Linked DNA regions of Sus scrofa: regions 1, 2, 3 and 5 are each linked to region 4. The links are chromatin contacts, called in public Hi-C and HiChIP or PLAC-seq maps. All regions are on one chromosome and are shown on one strand. The core of a region is the stretch at or near the end of the contact, and the rest is flanking DNA. Distances in the headings are between cores, read along the strand shown.

Region 1 (2,700 bases), core at 127-2,626, 290 kb before region 4:
CAGAATGTTAGAAATGGAAGCATTTCAAAATATGCACCATGATTATTTTCATCAGGATACCTTTGGGCAGTTCTGCGTTTTAGGCCCTCGCATGCAGCTGTTTTTTAAACTTCCCCAGAATGTAGGTCAACATCACCACGGTTCCTCATATTTTGTTGGTATTTTGAAAGTTGAAACATTCTGCCATTTTTTTTCCCAGACCGAGATCTGCTCAGGTTACATGTGTGGTTATGGTGATCATGCAAGTGAGCTCATGAATTCCTTCCGTCAGTAGTCACCTCTGAATTATGACAGTAAGCACGCAGATCACACCTTAACCTGGAGTGAACACAGCACTCACGACGGTGCTGACGAACCGTCTAAAATTGAAACTGCTCCACTGTTTTCTAGGCAGCTTCAGTGATCCGACTGCAAGGTTACAACACAGTTTTCATTTATTTCGCTTCAAAAGAGAACTGATACATTTTTGTGGTGGTGATTTGTGCACATTTGGACAGCGTGATATCAACACTATTGTCATATGATGAAGAATGGTCATTATTTTAAATCTACCATCGTCCTCCAGTGTCCCCTCTCCATCGGGATTTCTCAGCTTCAGCACTGTTGACATTTTAGAGCAGACAGTTCTTATTGTGGAAGCTGTTTTGTGCCTGGTAGGATGTTTAGCAAGATCCTATCCCCTACCTGCTAGATGCTATTCTCCCCCAGTTGTAACAATCAAGAATGTCTACATTCATGGCAGGTGTCTCCTGGTGGGGGGCAGCGAGCAGAGGTGAGATCACCCCCCACTCTGTTCTTATTTTGGTTTGGAAGTTCACCCTCTACGTCCTGAACACTTTCCCTCCTGCCATTTATTCTAAAAATGGAAACCCCGAGTTAGATCAAGTTTTCCAAGGCTCAAGCAAGGCTACTTTCGGAGAAAAAAAAAAAAAGTTCCCACCAGATGACCTGGAGTTGGGTTACACAGGACAGCCTCTCTCTTGGGCTTCCGGCCTTAGCAGGTGGAACTCTTCAAGGCTGCGCTTTCCCAGGGCTGTTCCAGAAGAAATGGCCCCCACTGACTGCGTCTGGGGGTGCTGACATAAGAAGAAAGGGAACTTGTCTTTAGAGACCTGAGCAGAGTCCTGGGCCCCCAGTTCAGTGGCTCCCTCCAGGCTCACCGCCTTCCTCTGCAGCCCCAGAAAGAGGGTAAGAGGCACGACCACAGTTCTTTCTTTGGATCGAAGCAGACATCCTCCCATCCCAGTGGCTGTGGTCTCCGAAGCTGGAACTCTCGTTAAGCCAGGAATGTGGAGCTCTCCACAGGCTAAGGCAGGCATAAATTTCCTCTGTTTGTTTTGTGAGGACTAGTGTCGACTGCTGTAATGAGATCAGAGGATCCCCTGGGACGAGGCCTCCAGGTCAGCGGCTGGAAGGGTTTTCTGGGGCTGTTCTCTTGGCTGCTGTTGGAGAGGGCGGCCCCTCTCCACACCACAGTTGTCGTGTGGGGAGGTGGCTGTGTTCTGGTTTCATGCCTTGTCTCTCTGCCTCTCCCTTGCTACCAAAACGTCATCGGGAGGTCGTCCAGTTCCAAATCACTGCCAGGGTAACATAAGGCACCTTCCTGAACCCGGGATAGACTTAGCTAGAAAGGGCAGGCAGGTGACTCCTTCCTTGGGGTAAGTGTCTGCACTGCCCGTGCTGGCTGGGGATGCTTTCTTAATGCCTGGCCTGACCCTTCAGTGCACCCTCACCCAGCATCACTCCACTACGAGGAAGAGTTGAGGCATGAGTCACAATAAGACAGCCTGTGCTACAAAGAACATGTTTCTGGCTCCAGCCTGAGTTACAGCCAAATGGCCATAGAGGGGACCACTGAATATGGCAGAATTGAGTTTAGCACACCTCAAACTGGAACTTCTGGCAGAATGGTATACTGAGCTGGTGCCACCTGGGCCCTTGGTAACCCCCAGCCCCACTCCACCCCCCTCCAACCCCCCTCCCCAAATTCTTAGGTGTGTTGGCCAGAATAGCAAATCATAAGTGCATTGTGAGCTCAGAGGCAGGAAAGAAAAATTCCCAGGTGCCAGAAAACTTTGATGCCACAAACTCAGCCGTGGGCTTTGGGGGCTGTGGTGTTTATGCTCTCACAGGAACTGTAGGCCAAACACAGCAAGGTGAATCCCCAGGGTCTGTGTGCAGCTGTGAGTGTGAGTGTTTGGGGCACAGGGCCGGGTGTTCTGTTGTTTGAATAGCTGTGGGGTCCCTAGTTACACTACCTGTGAGATGTGGAAACTTCAGTTATTTTGACGTAGATGCTAAACTGATGCAAGAGCGTGGAAAGCCCCCAGGCCCTAGTAGAAGCAAACATTAGGGCACAGGGCCCCCTCATAAAGAGCAAGCCACACGGTGGAGAAGCTAGTGTTGGAAAACGCAGAATTCAAGCCTCAGGAAAACAGAGGTCAACATGAATCCCAGAGATTGCTTTTGGCAGGGGCCCATCATGCCAAATGAAAGCTGTCTTCTGAGGCCTTTTTTTTTTTTTTTTTTTTTTTTTTGCTTTTCAAGGCCACGCCTGCAGCATATGGAGGTTCCTGGGCTAGGGGTTGAATAGGAGTTGTAGCTACTGGCCTGCACCACAGCCACAGCAACACAGGTTCCGAGCCACATCGGTAGCCTACGCTGCAACTTGTGGCAATGCTGGATTCTTGACCTACTGAT
Region 2 (2,700 bases), core at 103-2,602, 310 kb before region 4:
AGAATCATACCATTTAAAGTAAAATCTTTGAATAACTTGGTTTACCTCCTTGAAGCCTAAAACATCCCTCATTAATCTGAGAATTAACTTTATAACCTACTTCACATTTTTATGAAGCAAAATAACCTTTCAAAAGGATTAGCCTGTGGAGTTCCTGTCATGGTGCAGTGGAAACAAATCCAACTAGGAACCCGGAGGTTGTGGGTTCAATCCCTGGCCTTGCTCAGTGGGTTGAGGATTTGGTGTTGCCATGAGCTGTGGTGTAGGTTGCAGACGAGGCTCTGATCTGGTGTTGCTGTAGCCATGGCATAGGCCGGCAGTTGTAGCTCCAATTAGACCCCTAGCCTGGGAACCTCCATATGCCACGGGTATAGCCCTAAATAGGCAAAAGACCAAAAAAAAAACAAAAAAACAAAAAACACAAAAAAAAAGGATTAGCCTGTGCTGAACTTTTTAATATTTAATACAAATTATATACTAAAGACAATATTTTGTATTTACTCCAAAATGTTTTGAATGAAACATCTTTTGACCTAGGATGTAACTAGTGCAAATAGAACTTTTTAAGGTTATGACATACCTGTGACTTATAAAATTAATTTTTTGATCTTTATTTTATTCAGCAAATCTGCAGTTGTAGTAGAATTTTGTTCTGGGATCGATTCATGTATTTGTTTTTCTTGCCATCCTATTATTTGACTAATCTTTATACAGTTTTCTTTTTAGAAAAAGTATATGTATCTGCTTATATACTTATGGTGGAAAAACAAACATGATCTTCAATCCCACCAAAGATAAGCATCATCCCTCAGTCATATAGAAGATAAGGCCATCTCTTAGCCATATAGGGAAGATTTGCATCTTAGTCATATGTAGTTATAAGAAAGTGCTTATTGCCACAGATTATTGACATGTGAACATCCATACATACACAGTTCCAGAAGCAGAGCATCCTAATGTTTCATAGAGGGGCCATATCCCTTTACTGCCTTGCCAGGACCTTGCTGTAATCCTAGAGCTGGCACCTGGTTCAGGTTCACCCGTGACATTTTCAGTTGATCTTTCTCTTGTTTTCTTTTCTCGTTGACCTTCAAACTGAAAGTTCATAACCTCTTCTCAGCTGTTAATATGATTTACTTCTTCTGTCTGGAAGTCAAGATTGTGGCTGAATTCATTGTTTGAAGGGGATTGAGGTTCTTGGTTTCCTGCCAGAATGTTCCCTGCTAACAGAAAACGAAATCTGCCAACCCTAATTTCAAAGATTCCTGGGTTGGTGGCTCAAGGACCTCTCAGATCCAGGGTTGAGCGGTTGCAAGGCTGTTCTTGGCACATCCCATACACACTGAGTTGTCTATTGACTGGAATCCAGGTATCATTGTCGCATTGATCAGCAAATGTCCCAGTGGCTTTCAGTGAGAAAAATTTAGAGCAACAACTAACCTACTGTTTCTTATGCTTTAAAGATGGCGTTTGAGTTAGTGGTTGTTTAACTTTGCAATTCTTTTTTTTTTTTTTTTCAGGGCCGCACCCGTGGCATATGGAAGTTCCCAGGCTAGGGGGTCAAATCGAAGCTACAGCCGCCAGCCTATGCCACAGCTCACAGCAACGCCAGACCTCAGTCCCCTGATAGAGGCCAGGGATCGAACCTGAAACCTCATTTACTAGTTGGATTTATTTCCACTGCTCCTAACTTTGCAATTCTGATTTTGTATTAAAAAGTATATTTTTTCTTAATTTTCAAAATAAAGAGTGTCAGTGTGTGCTTTTTAGGGTTCTCAGACTCACGAGAAGTACATTCTTTTTTTTTTCTTTTTGTGGCCACTTCTGTGGCATATGGAGGTTCCCAGGCTAGGGGTCTAATCTGAGCGTAGCCACCGGCCTACAGCAACTCGGGATCCGAGCCGCGTCTGCGACCTACACCACAGCTCACGGCAATACCAGGTCCTTAACCCACTGAGCAAGGCCAGGGATTGAACCCAAAACTTCATGGTTCCTAGTCGGGTTCGTTAACCACTGCACCATGATGGGAACTCCAGTACATTCTTAAATATAAATGAATAGGAGATGAGCCCCATCTATGGCAATATTACACCTCCTAGTCCACCAGCGAGGAAACAGGTCATTGCTTCTCACATTCTGAGAAAGCTCCAGCTCGTCATGGGAAAAGATGTAAGTATTAGTTTAATTAAAAGCAATTTATCAGACTTGCAGATGTAGAGAACAAACTAGTGATTCCCAGCAGGGAGAGGACGGGGGAGGGAATTAAGAGGTGCAAACACCATGTCTAAAATAAATAAGCTACAAGAATATTTTTTTTAAATGAGGCAACTGGAGTTCCCTTCATGGCTCAGCGGTTAATGAACCCTACTAGGATCCACGAGGATGTGGGTTCGAACCCTGGCCTCACTTAGTGGGTTAAGGATTCAGTGTTGCCACGAGCTGTGGTGTAGGTCACAGATAAGGTTCAGATCCTGTGTTGCTGTGGCTGTGGTGGAGGCCGGCAGCTGTAGCTCCGATTCAACCCTTAGCCTGGGAACTTCATTTGTGTCGGGTTCAGCCCCCCAAAAAAAGGCAATTTACAAGAGTTGTCAAGTTACTTCGCCTGGAGAACATTCGCACCAGTGGTTTGAAAGCCATCAAGAGCCCCTCTCAAGCAAGACCGTGCTGGTTTCCTTAGATCCCTGTCTTTGTGCTTTTACC
Region 3 (2,700 bases), core at 7-2,506, 430 kb before region 4:
CGACAGGAACTCCATAATTACTCCTCATACATGTGAAATATATTTAGACTTTTTTAGAATTCTGACCTTTGCTTCTGGACTTAATAAAGAGACTAACACTGACTACCATGGAATTTTAAATTAGTCTATTACTTTTGTAATGAATTATCTCTAGCTGATAAATAAGCAACTGCTATGGGCTGAATTTTGTTGTCCTCCCCCAAAATTCACCTGTTGAAGCACTAACCCCCAGGATCTCAAAATGTGATCTTGTTTGGAGATGGAGTCACCAAAGATGTAATTAGTTGAGATGAGGTCATACTGGAGCAGGGTGGGCCTCTAAGCCAATATGACTGGTGTCCTTATAAAAAGAGGAAATTTGAAGACAGATACACACAAAGAGACGCAATGTGAAGTTGAAGGCAGTGGTCAGGGTGATGCTTCCTCAAATCGAGAAACACCCCAGTCTGCCTGCAAATCCCCAGAAGCTAGGAGAGAGGCATGGAAAAGATCCTCCTTTCCAGCCCTAGAAAGGAACTCACCCTGGAGTTCCCATTGTGGCACAGCAGAAATGAATCCGACTAGTAACCATGAGGTTGTGGGTATGATCCCTGGCCTCCCTCAGTAGGTTAAGGATTTGGCGTTGTCATGAGCTGTGGTGTGGGTCGCAGACAGGGCTCAGATCCCATGTTGCTGTGGCCATGGGATAGGCCAGTACCTGTAGCTCCGATTGGACCCCTAGCCTGGGAACCTCCATATGCCAGGGGTGCAGCCCTAAAAAAAGGAACCCAGCCTGCTGACACCTTGATCTTGGACTTCTAGCCTCTAGAACTGAGCCAATAAATGGTTGTGTAAGCCACTCCGTTTGTAGCACTTTGTTATGTCATCCACAGAAAACTGAAACAATAACCAAATTTGGGGATTTTCTCCTCTAGGCTTATCTTTAAATTATCAAAACCAAATGCCTCTAACAATCTGTAAAAGTCAGCTTTCTTCATTCTGCTAACCACACACACACGTACATGACCACGGCCAAACAGGGAGCTGTGTGTCTGGCCGCGGCCCTGTGAGAACAGTTGCTGGGAATGCCCCGGAGACCGTGCCGTAACAGCAGACGTCAACAGGGATGGTATTTTCTTACTCTCAGTCCTGAATCAGTAAAAGACGAAGACAAAAAAAAGCACACTTGCGTATTCACTGGTTTAGGCCCAGTCATGATTCCTTTAAAGACGCTGCCAATAGATTTTAGTCATTCTCTGGCAAAGGTTTCTCTTCAACCGCAAACACTACATAGTTGCGGAATGAGTCACCACCTTGAGTAATCTAATTCCTTGACCAGTACATGCCTGCTGCTTACTTACAGCACACAGTGTCTTTCGTTGTGTGTTTTGTTTTGCTCCGTTCTCCCGAGCTTCTTTAATACTTTCTTAAGGGGACAGTCAAGGATTCTTTCTGAATCCCCAAAGAGGATGCATCTTGCTTACTCAGCAGCGTGTGAGCTGGCTAGTCATCAGGAGCCCAAATGTTAAGTTTTATTAAGCTTTCTCAACCTTGAGCTAGCTAGCATGATTACTGCAAAAAAGGCAGTAAGGTGGCATGATTACTGCAAAAAAAAAAAAAAAAAAAAAAAAAAAAAAGCAGCACGTGTGGGCTAAGAAAACTCTCTCCCCAAACCGGAAGACTTCTGCTAAAGAATCCAGGGAAAACAAGAGGGAAGGAGCTGAATGATGTTCCAGAAAGGAGGACACTGGAGCAGAGCCCACCCCCTGTGACCAGCCAGGCTCCCACAGGGACTCAATTTGCATGACCAAATAGCACCCAAGACTTATTTCTATCAATAAAGGGTAAAGCAAATAAACCTCTAAGCTTATTCTTACATGATTTTTTAAAAAGTGTGCTTAAAGATATTTTCTCTACCAACATATCATAACCACAAGATGTTTAGTTCTTTAATGGGGAAATATTTTTTTTCTCCAAGGCTGATAGATTGAAACATTTTGAATATTTGTAATATTTTTAAGAAGAATTTTTTATGAGTATCTGGCCAGCACTTTTTGAGATTTTTTCTCTTTCTTCTTCCATGAGTGGGTACCAATATTATGGAAATAGAAATTGGAGAAGTGAAACTATCAACAAAATGAAAAGGCAACCTACTGAATGGGAGAAAATATTTGCAAATCACATTACCTGATAAGGGATTAATATTCAAAATACATAAAGAACTCATACAGCTCAATAGCAAAAAAACAAATAACCCAATTTTAAAAAAGGGACAGAGGATATGAATAAACATTTTCCCAAAGAAGACATACAGATGGCCAACAGGTACATGAAAAGATGCCCAATATCACTAATCATCAGGGAAATGCAAATCAAAACCACAATGAGATGCCACTTTCACACCTGTCAGTAAAATTATTATCAAAAGGACAACAAAAAACGTGTTTGTGAGAATGTGGAAAAGAGAGAAAGCTCATGCACTGTTGGTGGGAATGTAAACTGGTACAGCCACTACAGAGAACACTACGGTGGTGACTCCCCCAAAAAATTAAAGATTAAACTACCATACAACCCAGCCATTCCACTCCTGGGTATTCATCTGAAGAAAATGAAAACATTAACTCAAAAAGGTACATGCACCCCCATGTTCATTGCAGCAGTGTTTACAATAGCCAAGACATGGAAACAATCTAAATGTCCATTGACAGATGAATAGATAAA
Region 4 (2,700 bases), core at 135-2,634:
GCACCACCAGATCCTTTAACCCACTGTACCAGGCTCGAGATTGAACCCACGCCTCCCCAGCAACCCGAACCGCTGCAGTCAGATCCTTAACCCACAGCACCATGGCAGGAATTCCAGCAGTAACAGGTTAAACTAGCGATGGCTGCCCCTGACCCTTGGTGAGTCTCCATAGTGAACCCAAGTGAGACGGCACCTGTGTGGCTGCCCCAGGTCTAAAGACGTTGGTGCCCCTGCTGTTCAGAGCTGGTGGTGGTGGTCAGCAGGGCTCTCCATCTTGCCACCTCACTGTTTATGAGGGTCCGGGTAAGGAAAACCAAACCACTGCTGAGACGTAAAACCCTGAGTTGGTGGGACAGTAAATAGGAGGTGAAGCCCTACTGGGCCTAGCTGGGGTGTAAGAATTTGCCAGAAGAAAGGCAAGGAGGCCTCAGCCTTCTCAATGTCCAAGGCCAAGTCCCATTAGCTGACTTGTAAACCCCTTTGGGGAATGTGGGGGTGCCTGCCAACCAGGGAAAGCAAAGTTGTCCCAGCTCCATAGAGGGCCTGTGGCTCTTGTTTATTCCAGGGGCAAACGCCCATCCACTTGGAACCTGCTACCCTGAAATCAGCACATAGCTGTGGTGAAGTTACCACTGCCTTTCCAAGAACATGTCAGGGGCTTCCCTTTGGTACGTGGGGTAAGTCCTCCCTTGCTAGAGGGGTAGAAGCACCTTCTAGAAAGAAACAAGGGTCCTTGGGCTTTGGGGTTTTTTTTCACAGGGAAAAATGTCTATAGCTAACAAGTTTCCTTTGACCTCTTTGCAAAGCAGCTTGAGTTGCAACAGCTCTGCTGACATGTTATATGGCCTTTTGCTTCAAGGACTTTGAAACCAGCATTGTTGATTTTTCCTCTTTCCTGTCAGCCTCTGTCCTGTTTCCGTCGTGTATTAGATTTGCTGTCTGGAGGATTTTAAATACAGTAGCTCCTGGTATGGAAGGCTTTTGGACTTTGCCCATGGCCTGAACTATGGGTATATATTCTTGCTGAACATAAGTAAATACAATTTAGAGCAGAAGCAGAATTGCTTTGTTGTCAGCTGTGGGGAAGATGCCACGAGGCCCAAAATGCCGTAACCCCTGCTGTGCAAACAAGGCTTCTGCCTGGTGTGGAAACATCCGTGTCCCCAACAGCAGACCTCTGTGCTGTTTAGGCACCATCCAGGATCTGAGTGTCTGTTTGTTATCCAAAGGGTATACAAGGGAAATCAAACATTCTTTCATATCATTATAAGCCCTGTGCAAACACAGCCCCTGGACAAAGCCCTTTCCCGGGCCTGTAACAAGGAACTGTTTGTCCTGACTGCCTGTCTTTAGCGGTCGGAGCAGGGCTGAGCCGAGTGTGGTGTCATGTGCACCATTGCGATCTTGCTCTCCTGGGCCAGGCAGGATTTGACAGGTGTCAAGGGACGGAGTTTACCCTATGGAATTCAATCAGAGCACCCACTGGGAGCCTTCAGCAAATGCCACGTCTAGCAGGCTCAGAGCTATGGAGTAACCTGACTAAGCCATTGCAGCAGCGGAAAGACAAAAGATCGGGTTCCTAGGATTGCCTTTGTGTATGGGGATTAACTAGCCACAAATGCCGGGATCCAGACTCACGTCTGCCTATGTCTGATGCAACCGAAGGAAAAGCCTGAGCTCAGAATAAAATATCTTCCTCTCACTCCCCTGAACAATCCAGACATAACACTGCAGCTCCTGAATATTAATGAGGGCCTGATTTCTTCACCCAAAACTATTCTGATCAGTTAAATCCAGATCTGCCTCTGTTTTTCTGGTTACTTAAATTCACTCAAGTCCACTTGTTCCACCTTCTAAAGCTGTAGTGTCCAGTACACGTGGCTGCTGAGCCCTAGAAATGAGGCTGGTCTGAATCGTGATGCACCCCCATGGGTAAAACACCCCTTGGAATTTGAAATTTTGGGATCCCTCACAAGGTGAACTCTTGCAATCATTTCTGTGTTAATTATATGTTGAAAATAGTTTGGTTCCGTTGGAGTCAATTGAATATGTTATTAAAATTCATTTCACCTGCTTCTTTTCACTTCTTTTGACGGTGCTACTAGAAGATGTAAAATCACACGCTCAGCTCACGTTGTTTGCATTGGACAGCGCTGGGCTGGCGCCTGAAGGAAGCTTGGGTTAATAGTGCCATCTGCTGGTCCATCTAAAGCAGACGCTAGTGTGACGAGTTCAGCCGGCTGAGTTGGGAAATACTGTTAAGAAACATGCAACCTTCCTCTTCCAGAAGCTTCTGAGCAGGATCAGAGCTGACGCCTGAAATCTCTGCCTCATCAGCAGGGGTCTTGGAGAGGGCAGTGGCAGAATGCTGGAAAGTGCTGGCCTGCGTTCTCTACCTCATGGGTGCCGAGGAGGCCCAAGAGAACAGCGGCTCTTTACCTAAGAAATATTTCAAACCACCACAGGGTTGTAAACAAACATTTAAAGGAATACAAGGAGGACACAGAACTGTCCATGAAGAGACTAGTGTCCACTCTCTGGATGATGCTGACCTACTTGTCAAGAGTTTGAAAGTAGGACTCTGACGGCAGTAGTGTCTGCATCAGTTACCCGTTGCTATATAACAGTTCAACCTCAAAACATTGTGGCTTCAGGGAGTTCCTGTCATGGTGCAGCAGAAACGAATCCGACTAGGAACCG
Region 5 (2,700 bases), core at 61-2,560, 360 kb before region 4:
CGCCATCTAGTGCCAGTCTGTAGAACTGTCGTGCCGGCCTCTCAACCTTCTTTTGCTGTAGGTCAGATCACTGAGCAGCGGGGTGAGGAGGATCCCCCCTCACTGGGAGTGCACTTAGTGGGGGAACCTCTCCCTAATTCCTACTTTTCCTCTGTGCTCTGTTATGCCTTTGAGCCTTCCTCTCTCTCTGACTCCCTTTCTTTCTGTTCCCCTCTCTCTGGTACCCCTGTCTTTGTAGCCCTTCTTCTTTTCTTTTTTCTCTTCTAACCCTGGATCAGTTTTTTCGGGGCAAAAAAATAAAAAATTTTTAGAACTTTAAAATAAAAATGAAAAATCAGTTCTCACTACTGACGAAGGTTTTCCTAGTGATGTTATGCCAAAGAGAACATCATGCATTTTAAAGTGAAATTAGCCGTTTAAGTCATATTAGAGAACCAGAGTGAAACTAGACGGTCCCAAAGTCTCATTTAGAAAGCTGTCCCCTCACCTTCCTCTAATTAGATGTTTCCTCACACGCAGTCAATCGAGAGTGTTTTCTTTAGCTTTTAATTGGCTTTGGAACTATTACAGTGTTACTTTCTCTTTTTAAACTGCACATTTAACCTCTCGCTCCTATTTTAACTTCGAGGCAGCTTTCATGGAGTACCCTGAACATGGTGTTCTTTCTGTGGGAAAATGTGTTCTGGGTTCCAGATAACCCATTTTCCTGTAGATTTTTGAATCTGGTGTTAAATGAGAGAAGAGAGATGAAAGACATATAGGACCCGGCCTGAGATGTGATTCCTCCAGAACATTTGTGGGATCTGAATTCATGTACAGGCTGCAGCTCCCACATCAAACAATACATTTAAAATTTCCACTGATGTTAAGCATCTCGATATTGTGGGTTTGAAAGTAAGTACCCTCTGAAAAACAGGAACTGTGCTTGTCTGTTACCAGTTTTTGTGGTCGATAGGGCAACTATTTTGATTTTTTTCAGAAGGGAGGAAAAGCAGTTAAATCCTGTTAAAATGAAAACCGGTTAAAATTAACTGGCTCGTGAGATTTGAATGCAGCTGTTGCACACATCACAACACCGAGAGCGAGTTGTTTATTACCACTATTTATTATTGTTGGTTGTGACTACTATTAATAACCGTAGATTATGTCTATTGGGGGTTTAACCTTGGAAAATAGGAACTGCAAGGGGAGAGAGGTTCCTGTTTGCCAATTTGCATGTACCTTGTTTTTATTTCTGCCGGGTAGGTGTGTGCACCTTCTGTCTGCGCAAGTGACTCAGCTTGTCAGCAGTTTCCTACCAGAAGTGAGTGCTGACTCATGCAGCTGTTACAGCCCTCAGCTGGCCCCACTGTATCTGCCCACAGCACCAGCGCCACCTTGGAGGGTACCTCGGCCAGTTAGCCGCCCGGGAGGCTATTTTCAGATCTGGGATCACCACCGGGCTGGGTTCCCTTCTCCCCCCAGCAGCCAAACACCACCTTTGGTTGCAGGGTAGAAAATTGGGCATATTTCTGCCTTTGCAGAGACGGCTTAAGAATCACAGTATTTCTGGGAAGCCCTCAAGAAAACCCATTTTTCCTTCCTTTTAAAAATTTTCTGGGACTCTTCCTGGGGAGAAGGGAATGGGGATGAGAATAAGGGAAAGGAGCTCTGCTGTTATTTCCTCCTCAGCACCAGAGGGAACTTTCCCGAACATTTAACTTAGGCTTTCCTGATGTGACCTGGACCTGACCTACTTCTCCTTGCATGAGTGGGGCGCGTGTGCCCGGAGCAGGGCAGTGGGCACAGGGTGCTCAGCGGCCAGCCCCACATTGTTGTGTGAGGTTCAGGTCCTTAAATGATGACACTTTTTGTTTCTATCCGTTGCATGTTATTAAGGTGAAAAAACAAAACGGAACAAAACCCAAACCTGACCTCAGGTACTTTTCAAGCTGGCATGTGTTTTCAGAAATGGTTTCGCTGTTTGTTTTTGGAGCTCAGTGTTGCTTATGTTCCTCAGAAAGTGAAAATGTTACTTTTTTGAGGTTTACAAATAAACTTCCTCTTGTAGATACATGTTGATCAGATCATCCTAAACTCTCTGGAGAAGGATGATTAGAGTGAGATCGGCTGGGGAAAAGGACGCTTTGCACAGCCCTGAGGAGGTTGCCTCCTTTTTCTTCTTTTTCTTTTTCTTTCTTTCTTCTTCTTCTTCTTTTTTTTTTTTTTTTTTTTAGCTTCAATAAGCATTCTGAAGCAGCTTTGACCAGTAATAAAGAAAGAGCCAAGCCACAGTGACTGTGTGTAACATGATGTTGATGGAAGTTCTTGGTTTCCGCCGATACAAATGACTCATCAGTATCAATAGAATTGTGACTTCTAATAATAACACAGTGCAAGACCTTCAAAACATGTGGTTTTTTAGCCCTAGCTGTTAGTGAAAGGTTGGAAAATATTAGTTTGAGCTTTTTTTTTTCTGATCTCTTGATTTCACCCAAGTATAAAGTTGTTTTTTGTAGGTGTGATGATCACACTCTTGTTTTCTCATCTTACTGTTTTTAGTTTCGTTATGACCAAATCACCAAACTCAGATCATTTCATGCTTTAGAAATCTGTGCGCTAAGCATCTCCTGTCGGGGCTGTGTTTTGAGGGAAATGTGGCTGAAAAGCAAATCCTCCTTGAACAGAGAAAGGGAAAAATTGGGCTAGACTCTGGTCGGC

What was found. A called contact is a pair of places that touch in the nucleus more often than the background predicts. HiChIP or PLAC-seq counts read pairs in DNA pulled down with a chosen protein or histone mark.
Region 1: a contact with region 4 is called in a Hi-C map of skeletal muscle, with 8 times the contacts expected there. The contact joins two enhancer-like sites. A contact is called at or near these places in 1 of 5 promoter capture datasets (liver), 10 of 47 Hi-C or Micro-C datasets (alveolar macrophages, embryonic fibroblasts, liver and 1 more) and 1 of 2 datasets of contacts at active chromatin or transcription factors (skeletal muscle).
Region 2: a contact with region 4 is called in a Hi-C map of liver, with 12 times the contacts expected there. The contact joins two enhancer-like sites. A contact is called at or near these places in 1 of 5 promoter capture datasets (liver) and 3 of 47 Hi-C or Micro-C datasets (all in liver).
Region 3: a contact with region 4 is called in an H3K27ac HiChIP or PLAC-seq map of skeletal muscle. The contact joins two enhancer-like sites. A contact is called at or near these places in 2 of 47 Hi-C or Micro-C datasets (embryonic fibroblasts and heart right ventricle) and 2 of 2 datasets of contacts at active chromatin or transcription factors (alveolar macrophages and skeletal muscle).
Region 5: a contact with region 4 is called in a Hi-C map of skeletal muscle, with 8 times the contacts expected there. The contact joins two enhancer-like sites. A contact is called at or near these places in 3 of 5 promoter capture datasets (fetal liver, fetal skeletal muscle and liver), 20 of 47 Hi-C or Micro-C datasets (alveolar macrophages, embryonic fibroblasts, epiblast stem cells and 9 more) and 1 of 2 datasets of contacts at active chromatin or transcription factors (skeletal muscle).

What each region holds. Positions count from the first base shown.
Region 1 is chr1:58,199,972-58,202,671 of Sscrofa11.1, reverse strand. All of the region lies in intron 1 of BACH2 (transcription regulator protein BACH2), which reads left to right. Among named protein-coding and RNA genes, the nearest start is that of BACH2, 80 kb to the left of the region's middle. Within about 2 kb of position 1,376, at least 39 of the 83 cell types and tissues checked have an H3K27ac peak or open chromatin away from gene starts, as enhancers often do. A contact at or near this core is called in skeletal muscle, where this site is marked.
Region 2 is chr1:58,225,428-58,228,127 of Sscrofa11.1, reverse strand. All of the region lies in intron 1 of BACH2 (transcription regulator protein BACH2), which reads left to right. Among named protein-coding and RNA genes, the nearest start is that of BACH2, 55 kb to the left of the region's middle. Within about 2 kb of position 1,352, at least 1 of the 83 cell types and tissues checked has an H3K27ac peak or open chromatin away from gene starts, as enhancers often do. A contact at or near this core is called in liver, where this site is marked.
Region 3 is chr1:58,342,802-58,345,501 of Sscrofa11.1, reverse strand. The region is part of intron 2 of LOC110260365 (a long non-coding RNA gene); the gene reads right to left. Among named protein-coding and RNA genes, the nearest start is that of BACH2, 63 kb to the right of the region's middle. Within about 2 kb of position 1,256, at least 48 of the 83 cell types and tissues checked have an H3K27ac peak or open chromatin away from gene starts, as enhancers often do. A contact at or near this core is called in embryonic fibroblasts and skeletal muscle, where this site is marked.
Region 4 is chr1:57,910,720-57,913,419 of Sscrofa11.1, reverse strand. The region is part of intron 4 of BACH2 (transcription regulator protein BACH2); the gene reads left to right. Among named protein-coding and RNA genes, the nearest start is that of GJA10, 32 kb to the right of the region's middle. Within about 2 kb of position 1,384, at least 18 of the 83 cell types and tissues checked have an H3K27ac peak or open chromatin away from gene starts, as enhancers often do. A contact at or near this core is called in embryonic fibroblasts, fetal liver, liver and 1 more, where this site is marked.
Region 5 is chr1:58,269,416-58,272,115 of Sscrofa11.1, reverse strand. The region is part of intron 1 of BACH2 (transcription regulator protein BACH2); the gene reads left to right. Among named protein-coding and RNA genes, the nearest start is that of BACH2, 11 kb to the left of the region's middle. Within about 2 kb of position 1,310, at least 17 of the 83 cell types and tissues checked have an H3K27ac peak or open chromatin away from gene starts, as enhancers often do. A contact at or near this core is called in embryonic fibroblasts, fetal liver, liver and 1 more, where this site is marked.